Regions from separate parts of the Danio rerio genome. Here region 1 is linked to region 2. Evidence: chromatin contacts called from public HiCAR-type data. All regions are on one chromosome and are shown on one strand. The core of a region is the stretch at or near the end of the contact, and the rest is flanking DNA. Distances in the headings are between cores, read along the strand shown.

Region 1 (3,361 bases), core at 6-2,505, 140 kb before region 2:
TAAAATGTCAGGTTTATCAAAAACTGACCCGTTTATATACCTAGTTAAAGGGATATTCCATCCAAAAATTAAAGCTCTGTCGTTGATTTCATTCAGTCATTAATTTTTTTGGAACATAAAATTATTTTCAAACCCTTTAAATGACTTTTGTTTGAACATTATGTGTTTCACTCATCATATCAAACATGAATAGTATACAAAGGAACAAAAAAAAATATGACAAAAATGCAGAAATGAAAGTTCTGCAGAGGTTTCATTATGTTCAATATCTCATGATCCAAGTGTTTGTTTAGAAAGGCTTTCATGTCTTTCTCTCTTTTTTTGAGGAAATTGCTGTTAGCCAACTCATCAACTTCTTTACGAATATGTAACTATTTTACGATTAGTTTGTATAACAAAACTGCATCTCACTGTTTCATGAATATTGCTATGCATGTTTAACAAGAGTGAAATAGTTGTTAGCCAGAATATAGACAGCTATAAAATGTGATTGTATAGGGTCATTATCACAGGACAGATAACAGTCAACTTTATCAAATGAAATGAGTGTAGTCTACTCAAAATTGACTAAAAGTTAATTCTACTCATTTGAAAAGGAGTTTTAAATTCAAAACTCTTTTTTTATATTTTTATAAATTTTTATATTTTTATTTAAATTAAATTCCTCATTACTTCAACTTAAATGGAGTAAGTTCACAGTACTCATCTAGATTAGTTTTTTAACTCAAATGGTTTGTAGCCATCAATTTCCTCAGTTTGAGTTGTCTTAACTTATTGGGTTTTACAGTACTCGGTTGTTTTGAGTTCTCTTCAATTATCTGATTTTACTGTGCTCAAATTGCTTCATTTACTCAAATGGATTAAGTTCACAGTACTCATTAGGAATAGTTTTTGAACTTAAATGGTTTGTTGCAATCATTTCCCTCAAATGGTTTGAGTTACCTTTACTTTTGGGGTTTTACAGATCTTTTACACTCTAAAATTACTTTTGCTGCTTGTTCAAAGTACTTATCAAAATAGGTTAAAACCGCACAGTTCTTTCAATTTTTATTTTTATGTTCAATTCACTTAATTTTTTAAAAACTATAAAGTTAACTTAATCGATTTGTGTTGTGACAACATATTGTCTTTTTTTTTTTTTTTTTTACAATGCAGGCCACATGATCACCTAACAGCAAGCTCTATAAACCAAGGTTATTTCCTGATTATTGCAACACACTCTGCTTTCCTTGACATGATCCAGATTGTTAGAGCAACAATACTTAAGTCAAGAGGAATGAAACTTAAAGTCTTATCTCTACTCATACTGACTGGCTTCTGTCTAACTGGGTATGTAATTACTGGATCTTTTGGCTTTCTGGTTGAAATATTTTTTTAAGTTGAGATATAATTTGCTGCTTATTTGTACTCATTTGGTTGAACTTTAATTTGATAGTCCACTTTATTTTTCTAAATTTACTCAACTTTGCAAGCACATGCTAAGTAACTTTCATTAGAGTATTAATAGAGGATTGAGTTTTAGGTTAGTAGATGACACGTTGTTAAAACGTCACTTACAGTCGTGTCTAAAGTGGGTGTGAAAATAACATTTGTACACTCCTTTAACACCTTTGTAGACTGAATTGTAGCATGCGTTGATTCACCTGCTGAATTCAATTGTAAAATGTTATCTTGGAACAACAGGTTATTTTAATTAGTCTATTCTCTAATGGGAATATTCTGATAATTCTCTTTGTACAGTACTTTAAATACATAACACAAAGCATTGTATAATTCAAAATATGGCTAAAATACATGTGAAATATAACTGCGGAACAGTTCTTTAGGTTGTATTATCACAATTTTTATTTTTTTTTTTAGTTTTGATTTTCTGTATATATTATAAACATTTCTTTTACTTAAAGCACTGTTGGGTTAATTCTGTTGTGCTGGGCATTTAAGTAATATCAGCAGACAATAACTTTTTTATAAAACATCGATAAATATTTATTTGCAAGTGTTTTTACACAGAGTGACACGTTTAAGAGTACTACAAGCATTTCTTGAAGAGACATTAGGAAGCGTACACTATGGCTCAAAAGTTTGGGGTGAGTTTTTTTTCATGTCTTTTTGTCTTTAAAGAAATTGATTCTGTTTATCAAGGCGGCGTTTATTTAACACAAAAAATGGTTAAATTGTTAAATGTTTATTAAAACATTTTATATAACTGTTTTATTCTATGTGGTTTCAAATAAATGAATACTCCAGTCATTATTGCTTTTATTACTATTAATAATAATAATAACAATAATAATAATAATAATAATTATTATTATTATTATTATTATTATTATTATATTTCATATTAGAGTGATTTCTGAGAGATTGGGTGACTTGTGGATTAATGAAGCTAAAAATTCATCATTAAAATCACTGGAATAAATTATAACATTAAATGATAAACTATAATTGAACAGTTATTTTATAGTCCTATAACATTTGACAATTTTGACTGTATTTTTGATAAAATAAATGCATTTTTAGTGAGCAGGAAAAGCTTATTTTAAAACATTTAACCATCCTACGAACCCCAAACCTTTGACCGGTAGTGTATTACAATACAAAAAATTCAACAATTCTGCACCAGATAATAAAAACAAGCTTGCATTGAGGCATTAAGAAAATGGTACAGAGTTATTTTTTTAAGTGAATCATCATGAATGCGATGATATAGGTTTCATCAGTGGGTTTTTGTGCGAAAAATTGAAGAGAGTAAAAGCGAATACATGTGTGAATCAATAATCTATGAGAAAACAAACTCAAATTATGTTAGTAGAACTTAAAGATTTTATTATGTTCTGTACAAACATGGTAAATTATTGTTATACTGAATTAATATAAATTGAATGCATGCATGTATTAACTCAATCTTAATTTGAATGTTTCTCATTTCTGATTAAGGTCTTTATTTATCTGCAATATCAGTGGTTCTCTAACTTTTTTCATCAAGTACCACCTCAGAAAATATTGTCCCTCCAAGTACCACCAAATGACCAGTATTGAAATAAAATCACGTAGTAGGCCTAAGCAGCTACAGCTCTGCACAGTTTAAAAACGTGGCAGATTTATTACTATAATTAATAATATTTATTATTATCGGCCACTTTAAACCTTATAAATAGTTTGAACATTAACACTGCTGTGTTTACATGTAAAAAACAAACAAAATTAAATGTAAAGTGTTAACCTATAATATCCTATTCATCAAAGCCTGGAAATGCTGTTGGACCTCATAAATATAGGCTGTATGTCATCATATTTATATATAAATATAAATTTATAAAAAGCTATTATATTTAAAGATACATTTTTTAATATATGT
Region 2 (3,105 bases), core at 73-2,572:
TTCAGGCTGGTGGTGTAATGGTGTGGGGGATATTTTCTTGGCACACTTTGGCCCAATTTCGGGCCCAATTGAGCATCGTATCAATGAAAATAAAAAAAATTAATAAAAAAAATAAAAGGTAGGTGGTGTACCTACCTTTTATTTTTTTTACCATACTACCTTAGTATAGTTGCTGACCATGTCCATCCCTTTATGACCACAGTGTACCCATCTTCTGATGGCTACTTCCAGTAGGATTACATACCATGTCATAAAGCGCGAATCATCTCAGACTGATTTCTTGAACATGACAATGTCTTCACTGTACTTAAATGTCCTCCACAGTTACCAGAGCTCAATCCAATAGAGCACCTTTGGGATGTGGTGGAACGGGAGATTCGCTGCAACTGCATGATTCTATCATCAAAATCTAACATACTATGTATGTTTTTATACTAAAAAAATACAAATATATGCAGAAAAAATATTTTCAAGATGTTTGTTTGTGTGTGAAAAGCCTGATTTTAATGTGCAGTTCCTTTAAATCTTGTCAGTAAATGGTAAAATATTGTGATTGGCTAATGCTAGAAAATAAAACAAATATATATATATATATATATATATATATATATATATATATATATATATATATATATATATATATATATATATATATATATATATATATATATGACAACAGTTATCCATAATAAAACCCTGAATTGCAGGCAAAGCATTGTGAAATGAATTATACCTTCTGTAAGATCATGTAGAGCTGATTGCTTTTTTTCTACAAAATCCTCTTGAAGATCTTTCCATTACACTGTGCCTTTGCAAAATAGTCTGCAGTCAAACACTGAAAAAACATGTTTAAAAAGTACAAATTTAAATGTATTATTAAAAATAAACATATACTTGAATAAATCTACTTGTTCCCAATACCTCCTGAAATCTGTACAAAAACGCAAGCATGCTAATTCTGTTTTCCTTTTGTATAAGTACATAAATGATTTGTTTTCAACAAGGAGGAAATTTCATGTATTAAAACGTGCTGAATGTTTTAATCGAATAAAAATCTCTTATATGTAAAAAGATCAAGACAGCTTTGATTCCACATGTCATGACCCCTTTAAATGAGCCCGGAATAAATATAAGTAGAAAAAGAGGGCTGGATTGAGGAATTAGACTAACTTCAGGGCATCTCCTCTCTCATTACTCCTCCCCTCCGTCCCGCCATTGATTAAAATGGCAGGTTTCAGGAGGTAATGCAGGCTAGACTCAACAGCCACATGCTGGGGGAAAAGACCTGTCTGTCTGCCTGCTGCTGATGTCACTCAACCGCTTCCAGATGTGCACAGCCAAAACAGCATGTGTGTGTGTACTCTGTTTTGAGACGTACACTCAGTTAAGCTCCAAGCACGAGGGAGTGTTTTATAATAGAAGCAATAATTTTTTAGTGTGTGTGTCGTCACTCTCGGGGAGGACTGGCCCGTGTAGCTGACTGACACTTCACCTCGCCTCAGTTTTATATCTGCTCTCTGCTGAACGGGACACAGGCCTGCCCAGACCTCATAAAGTTTGAGAATTTTCAATTTAGGGGCCTTAGAACTTTATAACTCAGTTAAAGCTGTTATTCCCATGATTCTACCTTCAAAGTAATCAGGACAATTAAAGGGTCCGCATGGGGCTTCAATAGAAAAACACTGTCTTTATTGGAGTTTCCTGTCTGCGTCTGAGCTCAGAAATGCCCTGCAGACACAGAGGTTACAGCAGACTTACCTGCTGAGGCCTGAGACTCACAGAGAGACAGAGGGATGGACAAATGGAAGGGTGGATAGATAGATGGACAGACAGAGAGATGGAGAAAGGGACAGATGGATAGACAGGTAGGCAGAGAGAGAGACAGATAGCAGACAGACAAATGAACAGACAAAAAAAACATGTACAGACAGACAAGCAGATAGATGTACAGACAGAAAGAGAGAGAGCCAGATGGACAGACAGAAATGCAGAGACAGATAGACACATTGACAGACAGACCGATAGATGGACAGACACATGGACAGACAGATTGACAGACAAAAAAAGACAGGTGAACAGACAGACAGAATTGAGATGGACAGACAGACAAATAAACAGACAGGCAAAAAGACAGATTACAGACAGACGGATGGACATAGAGACAGACAGAAAAGAGATGTACAGACAGGCACACACAGACATAGAGATAGACAGCTAGACAGATGAATGGATAGAAAGAGAGAGACAGACAAACAGACAGACAGATACATGCAGAAAGACAGACAGATGCATGGATAGACAGATGGACAGACGAACAGGTGGACAGATAGAAAGTGAGAGAGACAGGTGGAAAGACAGACATATGGACAGGCAGACCGACAGACAGAAAAGACATGTGAACAGACAGACAGAATAGAGATGTACAGACTGGCAAAGAGACAGAAGGCAGACGGGCAGACACAGACATACAGATAGACAGACAGACAGATGGATGGACAGACACAGAGAGAGAGAAAGAGAGAGAGATACAGACAGACAGACGGACAGACAGACACACACACAAAGACGTATGGACTGATACATGGACAGACAGACTGACATAGACAGATGGACAGACACATGGACAAACAGGAAAGACAGGTGAACCGACAGACAGAATAGAGATAGACAGGCAAACAGACAGAAGGCAGACAGACGGAGGGACAGAGATAGAGACAGACTGACAAAAGAGATGTAAAGACAGGCTCACACAGACATACAGATAGACAGACAGACAGACACATGGAGAGACAGATGGACAGACAGACAGACAGAAAGAAGTATGGACAGATAGACAGCCAGAAAAGTGCTGTGCAAACAGACAGACAGATGGATAGACAGAGAAAGACAGACTGACAGACAGACAGAAAAGAGATGGAAAGATAGGCACACACAAAGGCACAGACGGAAGGATGGATGGATGGATGGATGGATGGATGGATGGATGGATGGATGGATGGATGGATGGATGGATGGATGGATGGATGGATGGATGGATGGATGGATGGATGGATGGATGGACAGACCGAGAGAAAGAGAGACAGACAGACCAACAGATAGACAAAC

The links. HiCAR-type assays count read pairs that join an accessible place to other places.
Region 1: a contact with region 2 is called in a HiCAR-type map of caudal fin, with 4 times the contacts expected there. The contact joins the promoter of gbgt1l5 here to the enhancer-like site in region 2. A contact is called at or near these places in 8 of 18 Hi-C or Micro-C datasets (caudal fin, embryo, hematopoietic stem cells and 1 more) and 1 of 4 datasets of contacts at active chromatin or transcription factors (caudal fin).

Annotation. Positions count from the first base shown.
Region 1 is chr5:25,696,586-25,699,946 of GRCz12tu, reverse strand. It overlaps gbgt1l5 (globoside alpha-1,3-N-acetylgalactosaminyltransferase 1, like 5), which reads left to right and starts at 1,255. Exons shown (of 4, transcript NM_001123269.1): 1 at 1,255-1,329. The coding sequence starts at 1,277.
Region 2 is chr5:25,561,103-25,564,207 of GRCz12tu, reverse strand. The region is part of intron 9 of emid1 (EMI domain containing 1); the gene reads left to right. Among named protein-coding and RNA genes, the nearest start is that of rhbdd3, 22 kb to the right of the region's middle. Within about 2 kb of position 1,322, at least 12 of the 62 cell types and tissues checked have an H3K27ac peak or open chromatin away from gene starts, as enhancers often do. A contact at or near this core is called in caudal fin, where this site is marked.